Regions from separate parts of the Mus musculus genome. Here region 1 is linked to region 2. The links are chromatin contacts, called in public HiChIP or PLAC-seq maps. All regions are on one chromosome and are shown on one strand. The core of a region is the stretch at or near the end of the contact, and the rest is flanking DNA. Distances in the headings are between cores, read along the strand shown.

Region 1 (2,700 bases), core at 159-2,658, 290 kb before region 2:
TTGGTGGCACTGAGTCTTGTGCTCCATTTTCTCCTTGAAGGTTAAAAACTGTAGTCGGCACTTGGAGCACTGGTGGCCGCTCCTTTCCCAGTGGCCCCTGTAATGGCACATGTATGGCATCCCAGTTTTGAAGATCTTAAGACAAAATGGACAAAGCAGGTTCTTAGTGTTTACATGGCACTTTGTAAAGTGTGTCTCCACGTCCGCGAAGCCTGACGACCTGTACTTACAGACCTGGCACACATAGGGCATCTCCCCAGGCTTGTGATTGTCTTTCATGTGCTGTAAAAGGACTTGGTCGGTCTCAAAGGACAACTCACAGATTTTGCAGACCACGGAAGGGTCCGGTGACGTGTGCACTCGGTCGATGTGGCACTCCAGCTGGAACGGGGAATCGAACTGCCGGTGGCAGCGCAGACAGGTGGTGTGGCTCTCCCAGGCGTCCTCACTCCCCTGCCTCTCGAGCTCCAAATGATGCTTGGTGTGGTTCATGAATTTAACATTTTTTAGAGCTTTCAAGCAGCTGGGGCATTTAAAGGTTGTGTGAGTCTTCTGCTCCGGCTTCCCATCTCCTTTATACTGTCCATAATAAAAGTCACTAAGTAACAGGGTCAAACTTCCTTTCTTGGGATCAAAAGTCTCTTGACTTGCTGGACTTGAAAAGTCTGCTTCCGCCAATCCACTGTCCTGACGAGGGTGGGCAGAGTCCTCTGAAGGAGGTGCCCCATTCACAAGACGGCTCAGAGAGTTGGGAGCATCAAAGGAAGGTGTCCTCTGTTGCATATTCGAGGTATGGAAGGTACCTGAAGGGGGCAAAGCTGAAGAAAGTGGTTCTACAATCTCAATACTATGGTCAGGCCTCTGTGGATTTATGGAAAAATGGCACTTCGATACATACAAATTTTCATTCAGATCTCCTCCTGAAAGCGCTGCCTTTACTGGACTATTCTCTGAACTTGAGAGTGTGACCAGAGGCGAACAGCACTTGGAAGAGCTACTAGGCACAACCTGTGGTGAACTACTTCTATAATCAGACTCGGACAAAGGCTCAATAGCAATAGGACTATCCGTCGACCTTGATTCAGCTGGAGATGCTGGCAAGACAACCACGGCCTCTGATGTGGGGGCGGCAGGACGTGAGGGCTGCAACCTCTGAGTCGTGGTTGCTCTAAGTCGGTCATGCTTTCTTTTTAACCGTGAACCTGGGGTGACTCTGTTCAAAATGTTCGAGTTGGCTGGCTGGGAAGCTGAAGTCACCCCAACAAAGATAAGCTCAGCATCTTCCTTTACCTTCTCCACCCCTACGAAGATCAGCTCTGCATCTTCAGCAGCATCGTCATCGAGGACTTGAATGGGTTCTCCTGACCTCGGCTGTGGTTCTGGATCTTGTTCGTCTTCATCATCTACCGTGAATGGCTGCTCCATTTCTGATGTGGCTCCTGATGAGTGTGGCCACACGGCACTGCACACACACTGCCACCTGAGTACAAACAAATCACACGCCAGTCAGCACGGGAAAGGGACTTAGTTTTCTCATCAAAGACTTTGAGGTGGTTATACACATTAAGGACATCCAGCCAGTGCCACTCCCATTCTTCCCCAACCTTCAAGGTCCAGACCTGGGCAGAAGGTGCATCGACAAGCTGTTGGCTAGCCCAACCCAAGGCTCTCACTCAGCATCACCTAGCCAAGCAGCCTTTGAGATAGATGATCTAGTCACTTAAAATGGCTCCAGAATAAACTACCTCCCTGGCCTAGATGGTCCTCTTCTGCTACCTGGCTTCCTTGACAAGACAGGCCATATCCAACATGCCTTCATGATAAGAGCCTATACAGAAAGTAGAGCTAGAGATGACACAGCACAACCTAATAAGAGCTAGATATGAGAAACGCGAGGCCAACATCATCCTCAATGGAGAAAAAGCTGAAGTCGATTCCACCAGAGGGCAGGGAGGAGTACTACTTCCCACCCTTCTCTCCATTGTGTGCTTGAAGCACTAGCTGGAGCAGTAAGGCATAAGGAAGCAGAAAGGATACAAATAGGAAAGGCGGAAGTCAAACAATTGCTATTAGCAGAGGATAAATATCACAGGTTCCAAAAATTCTCCAAGAAAACCTCTAGAAGCAATAAATACTTTCAGCTGTTTAAAAATCCCAGCACTCAGGAGGCAGAGGCAGGCGGATTTCTGAGTTTGAGGCCAGCCTGGTCTACAAAGTGAGTTCCAGGACAGCCAGGGTTACACAGAGAAACTCAAGTCTCGGAAAAAAAACAAACAAACAAACACAAACAGCGACAAACACACTGATAAAGAGATTGTTAAAGGGAGCCCACCACAGATCCCCTCAGACGTGGTTTCGAGCCAACTGAAGTCTTTTTTTCCAGCTAGCTGGGAATACACTTGTGTAGCTGGGATACAAGTGTAGTGCTGAGCAGTTAGGATAAGGGGCCTTTAAAGGTGAAATCCAGATTCTGTTGTGTCTCCGCAGCTGCAGGGCTCGGTGTTTTGTGCAAGCAAGCAGTTTAACAGAAACTAAGATAATCAGTTAGCTGAAGGCGGGGGGTTTCACATAAGCAGACAGACAGCTTAACAGAAGTCAAGATAAGTGAGCAGGGGTATCTTGATCTTGGGCTTCTAGAATAAGAATGGATAGCTTTACAAACAACAAATTCTAGTCAAATCTAAAATGGCCTCAGGGAGA
Region 2 (2,700 bases), core at 57-2,556:
TTAAGGGACTCAGGACTGCGTGCTGTTGAGAAGAAAGATGTCGGTGGTGGTGGGTTGTAAAAGAGGAGTCCAGTGGGCCCTTTCCTGCCATTGTGCAATGGTTTAATTATCATTCTTTGTGAAGGTGATGTTTCTGGAGGAGATAAGTCTAAGAAAGGGGTAAAGCGTAAGAAGACTGTAGAGGAAAGTGGAGAGACAGCAAAGCGGAGGTCTGCCCGGGTCCGAAACACCAAGTGCAAAAAAGAAGAGAAAGTGGATTTCCAGGGACTGCTAGTAAAGTTCCTGCCGTCCAGGTACTGGACACTTTGTGGTTTCTCTGATGTAACTGCAAACTGCTCTTCTTTCTCTCAGCAGCGCTTTTCAGCCTATTCCCACCCTCCCCACCGGTGCCTCCCTTGTTCCCCTTGATGCTTGCTTGAATAGAGTGTGTGGATGTCACTGAACTGAGTGCTTGGATTTTTCTCACCTCCTGAATACAGGAGCTGACTGGTTTATCCATTGGGGACTGGCTGCTTCCTGATTCTCACAAGATGAATGAGTCAGGAACGTGTAGTCATGAGACTCACTTTTTCTTGGGGTGCTTCAGGGCCGCAGCAAATGCTTATGGAAACCCCTGGAAGGAAGCCACCTGTTTCTCAGTGTATGTGTGCCTGCCTGGCTTTATATTGCTATTAGTTCCATTGCATTCTGAGAAGATGGAGCGTGCTCCTTCATTGTATTGGTTCTTCATGTTCCTCAAAGAATTCCAGGAGAGAAGGTGCCAGCTCTCTGAAACAGGAGGGCCTGGGCCCCTACTTCTGTCCTGGGTTTTTACTGCTCCTGCTCTGGCCCTGCTGTTCTTCAGGAGCCCCAGGGGCTCTCTCCTGAGCCTGTTTAGGATTTATTGTGCCAGTGGGCATGCTTCTTGGTGCCCCACTTTTGCTTTCCCGGGAGAGTGCGCTCTGATCCATCATTCTCCTCCCCAGCATCTGGGGGCATACTTTTGGCTTGCCAGGACTTTCTCTCATATCTCCGGTGTCTTCGTCTTTCTCCCTCCACTGTTACTTGAGTAGGGTTTCATCAGTACTCTGCCCAGATATCTCAAGTCTTTGGTTGTCATTTTGACCAGTGACAGTTTATATCAGTATTGTTTCTGACAGTGCAAGAGGAATCTAGAGGCTTTAGCAGACTTATGCATCCATTTTATATCAATACACTTAACTGCTCTTTGTTCCCTTCCTACCATCTCTCCCATGAGGGTGCAATTCTTAGAACTAGGGCTGTGTTTAGTGCACAGCTAAGACAGAGCCAAGGCAGAGATGTGGCGCCATCTGCTGGTTTCTCCTGAGATGCATTACAGGAAACAGCTGCTCTTTGGAAGAGTGAAGGAGTGTCTTGGAGTGGGTGAAATCTGTCTTCCTCTTCGCCCCACTGTCATACCCTGGCTCTTGTTTCTTGCCTTGTGTATGTGGAGCTGTGTCTACTGTATTTGGGTCAGTTTCTGTGAGGTTCGAGTATTCATTACTTTGGGTATTCCTATAACAGTATAGCAGCTTGCTTGCTGGAGTGTACATGCAGTTAATGTGGGGTTTATAGGTGCCCTGAGTGTTATGCTGTAGAGGTGCTACAAGGGTGGCCAAAACATGGTCCTTAGAAGAGTCTGTAGGGTGGTGCTGCAATGTGAGGAGCTCAGATGGGTGTGCCGTGTCCCCACGCTGGCAGCCCCGAGGCCCCTCAGCACCTCTGCCTTTGTACCTGGTCTTGAGCTTCTGCTTCTGCTTAGCCCTTCCTTGTTGTCAGCCCCGAGAGTATTCCCTCTGACTCTGCTCTCCAACGCAGAGTCCCCGTGGCTCTGTCTGAAGCAACTGCTTGGTGCTGGTCCTGATGTGGGCCGTTTGTGTTTTCCCTGCTCATGATCCACCTCTCCACCGAGGAGATGAACTCCCTGTATTTATGGTTGTGTGCCTGGCGCATGGCTTTGCTCAGCAGCCATCTGTTGGTGGCATAAATGAACAAGTGTGGGAACGATCAGTCACGGAAATCTGGAGAGACGCAGCGGCTCCTGGGGCCTGGGTGTGGATGCTCTCACCATCTGTTTCAGTCAATGCTATCTTGGCTTGATTTAGTTGCTCTACTAGGAGGCGTTGGGATGCTCTGTCACAGGGAGCGGGATGGCTGTCGTGATTTTAGCATGTTTCATGTAGGTTAAGAAAACTGGACCCTGAGGAGGAAGATGATCCATTTAATAACTATGAAGTTCAGGCAGAAGCCAAACTGGAGAGCTTCTCCAATGTGGGACCTCATCGCCTGTCCTTCGACTCAGCCACATTCATGGAATCTGGTAGGAGTGGGCAGTGTGCTCTGTCACTGCTGGGCAGTCTTCCTTCCATCAGCCTGGGACCTGCCTGGCTTCTGCTCTGCAGAGTGGTTCTAGGGTTTCATAAGAGTTGGAAAAAGGGCTGGAGAGATGGCTCAGTGGTTAAGAGCTCTGACTGCTCTACCAGAGGTCCTGAGTTCGATTCCCAGCAACCACATGGTGGCTTACAACCATCTGTAATGGGATCTGATGCCCTCTTCTGGTGTGTCTGAAGACAGCTACAGTGTACTCACATACATAACATAAATAAATAAATCTTTTTTTAAAATTGGTGGAGGAGCTGCCTGTGGTCAGCTGAGGGATCCAGGTGCATACTTGCTGTGCTCCTGAGGCTGTAGACTTAA

The links. HiChIP or PLAC-seq counts read pairs in DNA pulled down with a chosen protein or histone mark.
Region 1: a contact with region 2 is called in an H3K27ac HiChIP or PLAC-seq map of regulatory T cells, with 9 times the contacts expected there. The contact joins two enhancer-like sites. A contact is called at or near these places in 1 of 115 datasets of contacts at active chromatin or transcription factors (regulatory T cells) and 2 of 9 other capture datasets (adipose tissue and liver).

What each region holds. Positions count from the first base shown.
Region 1 is chr10:76,037,014-76,039,713 of GRCm38.p6, reverse strand. It overlaps Zfp280b (zinc finger protein 280B), which reads right to left. Exons shown (of 2, transcript NM_177475.3): 2 at 1-1,480. The coding sequence starts at 1,425. Among named protein-coding and RNA genes, the nearest start is that of Zfp280b, 5.8 kb to the right of the region's middle. Within about 2 kb of position 1,408, at least 16 of the 459 cell types and tissues checked have an H3K27ac peak or open chromatin away from gene starts, as enhancers often do. A contact at or near this core is called in regulatory T cells, where this site is marked.
Region 2 is chr10:75,742,822-75,745,521 of GRCm38.p6, reverse strand. It overlaps Cabin1 (calcineurin binding protein 1), which reads left to right. Exons shown (of 37, transcript NM_172549.3): 10 at 125-293; 11 at 2,184-2,320. Among named protein-coding and RNA genes, the nearest start is that of Cabin1, 20 kb to the left of the region's middle. Within about 2 kb of position 1,306, at least 26 of the 459 cell types and tissues checked have an H3K27ac peak or open chromatin away from gene starts, as enhancers often do. A contact at or near this core is called in regulatory T cells, where this site is marked.